Linked DNA regions of Mus musculus: region 2 is linked to region 1. Evidence: chromatin contacts called from public HiChIP or PLAC-seq data. All regions are on one chromosome and are shown on one strand. The core of a region is the stretch at or near the end of the contact, and the rest is flanking DNA. Distances in the headings are between cores, read along the strand shown.

Region 1 (4,255 bases), core at 1,655-4,154:
AGAGGCAGAGGCAGAGGCAGAGGCAGAGGCAGAGGCAGAGGCAGAAGCAGAAGCAGAGGCCAGCATGGTCTATAGAGAGAGTTCTGGAACATCCATGGATACACTGAGAAATTCTTCAAAACCAAAACTAAAACCAAACCAAACCAAACCAAACCAAACCAAACCAAACCCAAAACCATAACAAAATAGAAAAGAAAGAGCCGGGCAGTGGTGGCGCTTGCCTTTAATCCCAGCACTTGCGAGGCAGAGGCAGGCAGATTTCTGAGTTTGAGGCCAGTCTGGTCTACAGAGTGAGTTCTATATATACATATATAATAGAGTTTTTAAACATTTATTGTGTGTGTACATGCTTGTGCACACAAATTTATACTTATTCATGTCATGGTACACACATGAAGGCCACAGATCAATCGGCAGTAGTCTTTTCCTTCCCTCTACCATGTGGGTTCTTGGTGATCAGATGAGCACCTTTGGGCTCACTGAACCACCTGCTCTCTCTCAGGTGTGTGTGTGTGTGTGTGTGTGTGTGTGTGTGTGTGTGGTTTTGGAGACAGGGTTTCTCTGTATAGCCTTGGTTGTCCTGGAATTAGCTTTGTAGACCAGGCTGGCCTTGTAAACTCATAGAGACCTACCTGCCTCTGCCTCCCAAGTGTTGGCATTAAAGGCGTGTGGCACCATTGCCTGACTCTTCTCTCAAGTTTTTATGTATTAGGAATTCAGGAAGAGAATTTGGACTGGTAGCCCCGGCTCAGACTGTTACAGTCAGATAATGACTATAGCTGATCTGGTTGAAGGCTGAAGCAGCAGAGATAGCCTAAGATCTCTCTCTCTCTCTCTCTCTCTCTCTCTCTCTCTCTCTCTCTCTCTCTCTCTCTCTCTTTGCCTATCCATGTCTTCTATCTGTATAGATAGTTTGGGTGATAGCACTTCTCTGTCCCTCTGCTTTCTGTTTTTTTGAGACAGGGTTTCTCTGTGTAGCCTTGGCCATCCTGGAACTCTTTGTAGACCAGGTGGGCCTCAAACCTGGAAATCCACCTGCCACTGCCAGAGTTGTGGAGGTGGCTCTCCAGGGCATCTGACACCTGCTTTTGGCTGCTGAGGGCACTGTATATACATGGTACACAGACAGGTATGCAAACAAACACCCATACACATAATATAAGAGCAAAACAACAAAAATATGTGTGTGCACCTTGTTTTATTACATACCCCTAATCTAATAATCCAATGCCTTCTTTTGGGGTCTGTCTCTGTCTCTCTCTCACACACACATACACACACTTTAAACCTAGGGTTTCTGCTTGCTATAAGTACTCTAATATCGCTATATCCCCCAAATCCTCCTGAAGACAGGAACAGTGTACTCACATTAAATAAATAAATAAATAAATAAACAAAATAAATCTTTTTTTAAAAAGAAGAAGAAAAGAAATCACTACATACACTCTGAAAAATCTCCTCTGATCATCTTTCTGCTTAATTGTCTTCTCTGATCTTTTTGCTATTTGGTCCATCTTCTCAATCGCTACAGCCAGAGGGGTCTAAGGCGAAGGATAAAACCTATAGTGAATTTACATGTGGTGGCACTTGCCAGTAAACTGAGACTGAAGTAGGAAGGATCAGATTGCTGGGCTGAGGCAGGAGAGTTGTAGGGCCAGTCTGTCTACCATAGTGAAATGCACTTATTTGAGTCTCAAAACACCAACCAAAACCAAACCAAACCAAAACGGTGGTTTTTAATTCCACAGCACAAATAACAGACTACATTCAGGAGCTGTTGGCCACTCCGTGAATCCCTTCCCTCCCGAATTCCATACTGCTCTGGTCATCCTGGCAGATCATGCAGGCTGTTCTGTAACCTCGCCATGCATCCTCCTCACCAGGCCATGCTCCACTCTTCCTGTACCTGTACACACCCTGCACCTGGCTCTCCCCCAATCTTCTGTGAGGGCCCCTAGCACAGCTCTCAGGCTCAAACTGTCTTCTTCCTCGGAGGAGATGCCTCTTTATTTGAAACACCCTACCTCTCCTGTCACCTAATCATATTAATTTGCAGACAGGTAGAAATAGTAACACTCACGCCAATTCCACACCCAACACTGTTCCAGGCATTTTGAATAGGTAAATTTGCATAGTCTACGGAGTTCGAAGATTAATACATCCTCATTTTGCCAATACCATAATTAGAGCACTGAGAAATTGGCTGACTTTCCTCGGGTGTAAGGGAGCTGAGATAGAGTTTGAACCAGACCGACTGTGAATGGGCTAGGAGCTTGAAAGATGAGACCTTAAAAAGCAGGCAGGGTCTTTTTTTGTTTGTTTGTTTTGTTTTTCGAGACAGGGTTTCTCTGTATAGCCCTGGCTGTCCTTGAACTCACTTTGTAGACCAGGCTGGCCTCGAACTCAGAAATCTGCCTGCCTCTGCCTCCCAAGTGCTGGGATTAAAGGTGTGCCACCACGCCCGGCTATTTTGAACACATTTAAGGATTTTTGGTGCTCTCTAGCATTTTGCTACAGGGGAGCTTATTTTATTTATTTATTTATTTATTTATTTATTTATTTATTATATATAAATACACTGTAGCTGTCTTCAGACACACCAGAAGAGGGAGTCAGATCTTGTTACGGATGGTTGTAAGCCACCATGTGGTTGCTGGGATTTGAACTCTGGACCTTTGGAAGAGCAGTCGGGTGCTCTTACCCACTGAGCCATCTCACCAGCCCCGGGAGCTTATTTTATACAGTGGAAGACCGAGTCGATGATAAACTACTGATAACTTTGGAACCAATGCTACTCATTTGAAGGCTTAAGGGAGAACAGGGCAGGAAGACAGGAGCCCTCATAAATTCTTGTGGTCAAACTACAACTCCCAGGAGGCACTGGGCAAACACAGCCCGCGCGATGTTACAGCCGGGGAGGGCGAAGGCGGGCTCGGCTAGCCGAGCGGGTCGACTGCTCCCGCGGTTCCGCTCGAACCCGGGCCCAGCGTCTGGCCTCGCGGTAAGTGGAATAACTCACAGTAACTCACACAGACCCCCTCCGGCGGACGCTCGGCAGCATAGCTCCTCAGCGTCCACCTCTGACAGCAATGCGCATGGGCCGAGGCTGGCATCTACCATATGGGGGGGACCCTGCCCAGACTAAGTGACCCAGCAGAGGGGGGAGCTCCAGTGGGGAACTCTGGGACCGCAGTTTTGCTGCATGAACCCTGTTCTTCTGTGCGCTATTCTTGTTGCAGGGACGCAGGCCAGTCTTAAAAGACTTAAGTCCCCTAACACCGAGTAGGGGGTCAAATCCAGCCCCTAAATGGGGCTGTCCAGAACCTGAGGAAGCTGGGGAGAGGTTTTATGGGTAGAATGAACTGGAGATTGCCCCACCCGCTTCCCCGAGTGTGCACACAAGCCTTTAGGTTGTTCTACATAGAAGAGTAGAACACCTGGAATGTGTTGTCCAACCTCAGCCTGATTGTATCGCGGGAGGTGGTGGTTGTGAGGGCTGGACAGGATTGTCCAGATCCACTGGTGTGCACGTGGAGAAGTAGTGCAAACCATCTGGATTCGGATCCTTAAAATCTCTTTCCACCACTCCAATAGATGGAAGCTGCTGTGCGGGCGCTGAGCACGTCTGCATCCTCGAGGGAACCACAACCCTGAAATCCGGAGAAAATCCCGCCCACCCACTTTCTCTTTACTCCCACTTTGGGGTCACCATTGCCTGTCGGGTGCTATAGTGTCACCCTAGTTCAACAAAGTAGCAGGACAATGATACTGACTTCAGTGCTGGGCAGCGGCCCTCGGAGCTGGTCTTCACTTTGGCCCCTCTTGGGGTCCTCACTGTCACTCCGGGCTCGCTCAACATCAGCCACCGATACACACCATGTAGAGCTGGCCAGGGAACGCTCCAAGACTGTCACCTCTTTTTACAACCAGTCAGCCATTGATGTGGCAGCAGAGAAGGTGACTCACAGAATAAGTCTTATGGGGAAGGGCTGAGCTAAAATGGGTTGGCCTGGTTTTGAATATCTGGTGCTCAAAGTGCGTCTTCCCTTTTAGCCCTCAGTTCGCCTCACTCCCACCATGATGCTCTATTCCGGTCGCTCACAGGATGGCAGCCACCTTCTGGTAAGGTTCTCTCTTTCCTTCTCTGCCCCAGGGGTTCTTTCTAGCCAGCTGCTTAAGCCCTTCCCTCTTTTTCTTACAGAAAAGTGGCCGCTACTTGCAGCAAGAGTTACCAGTGAGGATTGCTCACCGCATC
Region 2 (4,018 bases), core at 711-3,210, 710 kb after region 1:
TCTTAACAGTCTGCTTTACGGGAACCTTTATCACCGTCGTTCCCCAGCTGATGAGTTCTGAATTCGGCAGTTGAATCCTTCTCAACAGTCTGTTTTATGGGAACCTTTATAAACGTGATCCGCAGTTCTGGTTCCGGAATGAGGGATCCTCCTTGCGCCAGTCCCGAGTTTTTTTCTCGTCCCGGAATTCGGCACCAATTGTTATTAGACGCGTTCTCACGACCGGCCAGGAAGAACACCACAGACCAGAATCTTCTGCGGCAAAGCTTTATTCTTACATCTTCAGGAACAGAGTGCAAGAAGCAAGAGAGCAAGAAGCAAGAGAGAGAGAAAAGCAAGAGAGCGAAAGAGCAAGAGAGAGAGAAAAGCAAGAGAGAGAGAAAAGCAAGAGAGAGAAGCAAGAGAGAGAAGCAAGAGAGCGAAGCAAGAGAGAGAGAGAAAACGAAACCCCGTCCCTCTTAAGGAGCATTCTCCTTCGCCTCGGACGTGTCACTCCCTGATTGGCTGCAGCCCATCGGCCGAGTTGACGTCACGGGGAAGGCAGAGCACAAGTAGTCATAAGATACCCTTGGCACATGCGCAGATTATTTGTTTACCACTTAGAACACAGCTGTCAGCGCCATCTTGTAACGGCGAATGTGGGCGCGGCTCCCAACACAGCAGCACCACCACCAGCAGCACCACCACCAGCAGCAGCAGCACCACCATTTACTTTATATTTATGAACCTGTGCACTACACCCATACAGGAACAGAGGTCAGAAGAGGTGTCTCATCACAGTTGGTTGTGAGCTGCCCTGGAGGTGCTGGGAACTGAACCGGAGGTCCTCTGCAAAAGTAGCAAAGTACTCTTGAGCCACCCAGCTCCGGTGGTTAGGCCTCTTTTTTTTTTTTTTTTTTTTAAAGATTGCTTTAAAGGAAGACAGGAACATACAGAATTGGGAGTCTAAGAGTGTAGTAAAGGTCACGAATTCAATCAGTAGAGACTAAAATTGTCCCAAGATCACACAGAACAAGACAGACCCAAAGTCTGGAGACTGGGAGATAGGTCTAGAACTGGAAGCTTTTTCTCCTAAATCTTTCTGGTTCAGATTGACACCTGGCCATTTTACCATCTCTGAGTGACGTCCCTTTTACTGACTTCCTGTAGGCCGGCTTCTCAGACTTTGCTGTACCTTCTCCTCACTAGCCCAGCTAACTCTAAGTGTGTATTCTGTGGAGACACATCTCCACTAATGTGCATTTACTAAATGATTATTGGTGTCCAGGTTCTAATAGGAAATGCCAAAACAGAGCGGCCTCTGCTCAGCCGAGTGCTAACTTGGGGTAGAACCCTGGAGACAACCATGGCTGTACTTCTGGGCTTGGTTTGGTCTTTGCTCAGACTAGGGGTAAATGTACTCCGAGGAGGAAGGAATGTCAGGTGGATTCGGGGACTTGACCAGACTTTTCTAGGAGCTAATGGAAGGAATGAAGGACTGGCTTGCACATCAGGGAAAGATCAAGAAATGGCTGCATAAAGGGCGTCGAGCCAGTATAACCAGACTTAGGCTCAGGGCCTGCCTGAGGTCGCAGCTGGTAAGGCCGGCGAGTGGGAGAGGCAGAGGAGTAGAGGCTATAGACAGAGAGGGAGGAACTGAAAGAGGTGCGGCGAGAGCTGAAAGGAGAAAGAGGATTGAGACACAGGCTGGGAGAGGGCTGAGCCAGAAACTCGTGGGCGGGACCAGGGCGGGGCCTAGGAGGGCTTTCGGAGAACTACAGAGGGAGGCGGAGTCGGAAGGTCGGAGGAGGAGCCTGAGCAAGGGCGGAGCCTAAGGGAGAGGGGAGGAACTATAGGAGGGAAAGTTGCACGCTGAGGGGAGGAACCTGGGAGGAGGCGGAGTCTAGAGGGAGCCAGGATGAACTGTAGGAGGTGGAGTCTCAGGATAGGGGGCGGAGCCTAGGTACAGGAGTTGTGGGGGGAGGGGGAAAAGGCCTCCCGGGCCTCGGCCGCCCAAGCGTGTTCTTGGCCCGCGGGTCAGGCCCCCGAGTGCTTCCCCACTCTGTTCTTCCGTGGGCTGGGTCCTCGGAGTCTCCTTGAGGCACGGACTCTGGTGGTCTCGGTGGAGGAGGACTCCAGCATCGCTCCAGGGCGGGCCGCTGCCGTGCCTGGGCCGGGGGACCGCCGCCTCCCGGAGCGCGTGGGGCCGGCATGGAGCTCTTTCAGGCTAAGGACCACTACATCCTGCAGCAGGGCGAGCGTGCCCTGTGGTGCAGCCGGCGCGACGGCGGCCTGCAGCTCCGACCGGGTGAGGCGCGCGGCGCGGGCTGGGTGGGGCGCGCGGGCCAGCTGGAGCGCGGGGGGCGCGGCCCGGCCCCTCCGGCCCCGGGATCGCGAGGCTGGGCGGGACGCTTGGGGATGTCAGCGCTAGTCCTGAGGGGAGCGGCCGCCGCTTCGGGGAGTCCTCCTGCCTCAGGGAGGCGGGGAAGGCCGGTCACCCCCTTTAGTGCACCTCTTCCAGTATCTGGGGCCTGGGGTGCGGGGATAGGGTCCCTTATGAACCCCTCGTAGGCCTCCACCTGCAGCGTCTTCTCACGGTCCAGCGTGGGAAGTTCTGGGTTCCAGTCCCATCAGTTCAGTGGAACCTAATGCGGGACACTCCTTCTTGACATCCTTGAGTTGTTCCCGGTCACTTATTAAAGAGTGACTTCAGGACGGTTACCTCACAGGACTTGATCGAAAACTAGTGTATGAATTGCCATTTTCAAGAAGAAGTCGTGTTGGATGTCTGTCACACACAGTTAGGAGAGGTCAAAGTCTCCAGCCATCAGTTTGCTTTAGAAAACTTTGTTTGCAGTTAGTTGGCTTAAATAGTAGCTCCTGTTCTCAGACAGCTGCGGTCAGTTATCGCTCGGAGGAGTTTGGGCAGCTTCTACTTAGTTCTCCAGTGCTTTTTTCCTTCATTGGTCAACACTTTTTTACTTTAGGAAAAGTGAGACTGGAACTCTTGAACGAGCCACGGCATTGGACGTTTTCCTGCGTTCTTTGAGTACATCCAGTAGAATAACTTCAAGGGAGCTTTTTAGGTCATCCTGTTACCTCTTATGGGATGGCTTCTGAGGACAGGTCCTTTCGTGTCTTAGTGCCAATCCCCACAGCAGCCTGAAAGAGTAGGGTCAGGATCTTCTTTCTCAGGTGAGGAGAGAAGTGTGAGATCCCAGAAAGTGGAGCGGTTTGGTGACACTTTTCATCAGTGTCCATTGTGTCCTTACGGAGACCTGCAAAGTTACTCTGCTAGAGCGGTGAAGAACAACTTTTTTTCTTCTTCAGAAATATGGCTCTGGTTGTATTTTCTTGCCGCTGTATTTTATTTCCTCTTTTCAGAATGGAGGCACTACGGTGGCCACAGTAAGACTTTTGGTGACCTTGGAATAGATGATGGGCCACTTTATTCTAATCTGACCACTTTTCCTAGCCTGTCACCCTGCAAGGTGTAAAGCAGGGGGGAATTTAGCTGTAAAAGTCCCGCGGGCCAAATTCCTGGCAGCTGGAATGCATAAATGGAGGGAGCTTGGAGTCCTTCTCAGCTCATCAGACAGGACTTTTCATCTCCGCAGGTCAGTTTTCTCAAGCAGAAAGTTTAGCCGGGCCCTTTCCTGGAGCTAGCCCTGAGGTTTGCTCTTTGTTTGTCCAAAGTTCGTATCAGAGAGCAAGTGTAAAACTTTTCACCATTATCAAAAGTTTGGTATAGCATCACAGTTCAGTGTATCTCATTTCGTAGATACGTATCCCATCACCCACAAACGTAGGTAGCGCCTAGAGGAAGGCAGAGGCCATCATAGTTCAGATTTAACAGGCCATTGGAAGCCTTAGAAAGTATCCTGTAGTTATTGACTAGTTTAACCTATCCAGTATTTAAGATCTCAAATACAGCTATTTTAGTAATATTTAATTGATCTGAATGCTGTTTAGGTCTTTTTTTTTTTTTAATCTATACAGAGTTATTTCAAATTCTCTTTATTGAACATTGTCTTCTCTT

Evidence for each region. HiChIP or PLAC-seq counts read pairs in DNA pulled down with a chosen protein or histone mark.
Region 2: a contact with region 1 is called in an H3K27ac HiChIP or PLAC-seq map of extraembryonic endoderm stem cells, with 3 times the contacts expected there. The contact joins the promoter of Inpp5f here to the promoter of Bckdk in region 1. A contact is called at or near these places in 1 of 39 promoter capture datasets (pre-B cells) and 1 of 115 datasets of contacts at active chromatin or transcription factors (extraembryonic endoderm stem cells).

Annotation. Positions count from the first base shown.
Region 1 is chr7:127,901,169-127,905,423 of GRCm38.p6, forward strand. It overlaps Bckdk (branched chain ketoacid dehydrogenase kinase), which reads left to right and starts at 2,905. Exons shown (of 12, transcript NM_009739.3): 1 at 2,905-3,001; 2 at 3,595-3,957; 3 at 4,054-4,122; 4 at 4,202-4,255. The coding sequence starts at 3,763.
Region 2 is chr7:128,609,405-128,613,422 of GRCm38.p6, forward strand. Inpp5f (inositol polyphosphate-5-phosphatase F) reads left to right here and starts at 1,961. Exons shown (of 20, transcript NM_178641.5): 1 at 1,961-2,287. The coding sequence starts at 2,191.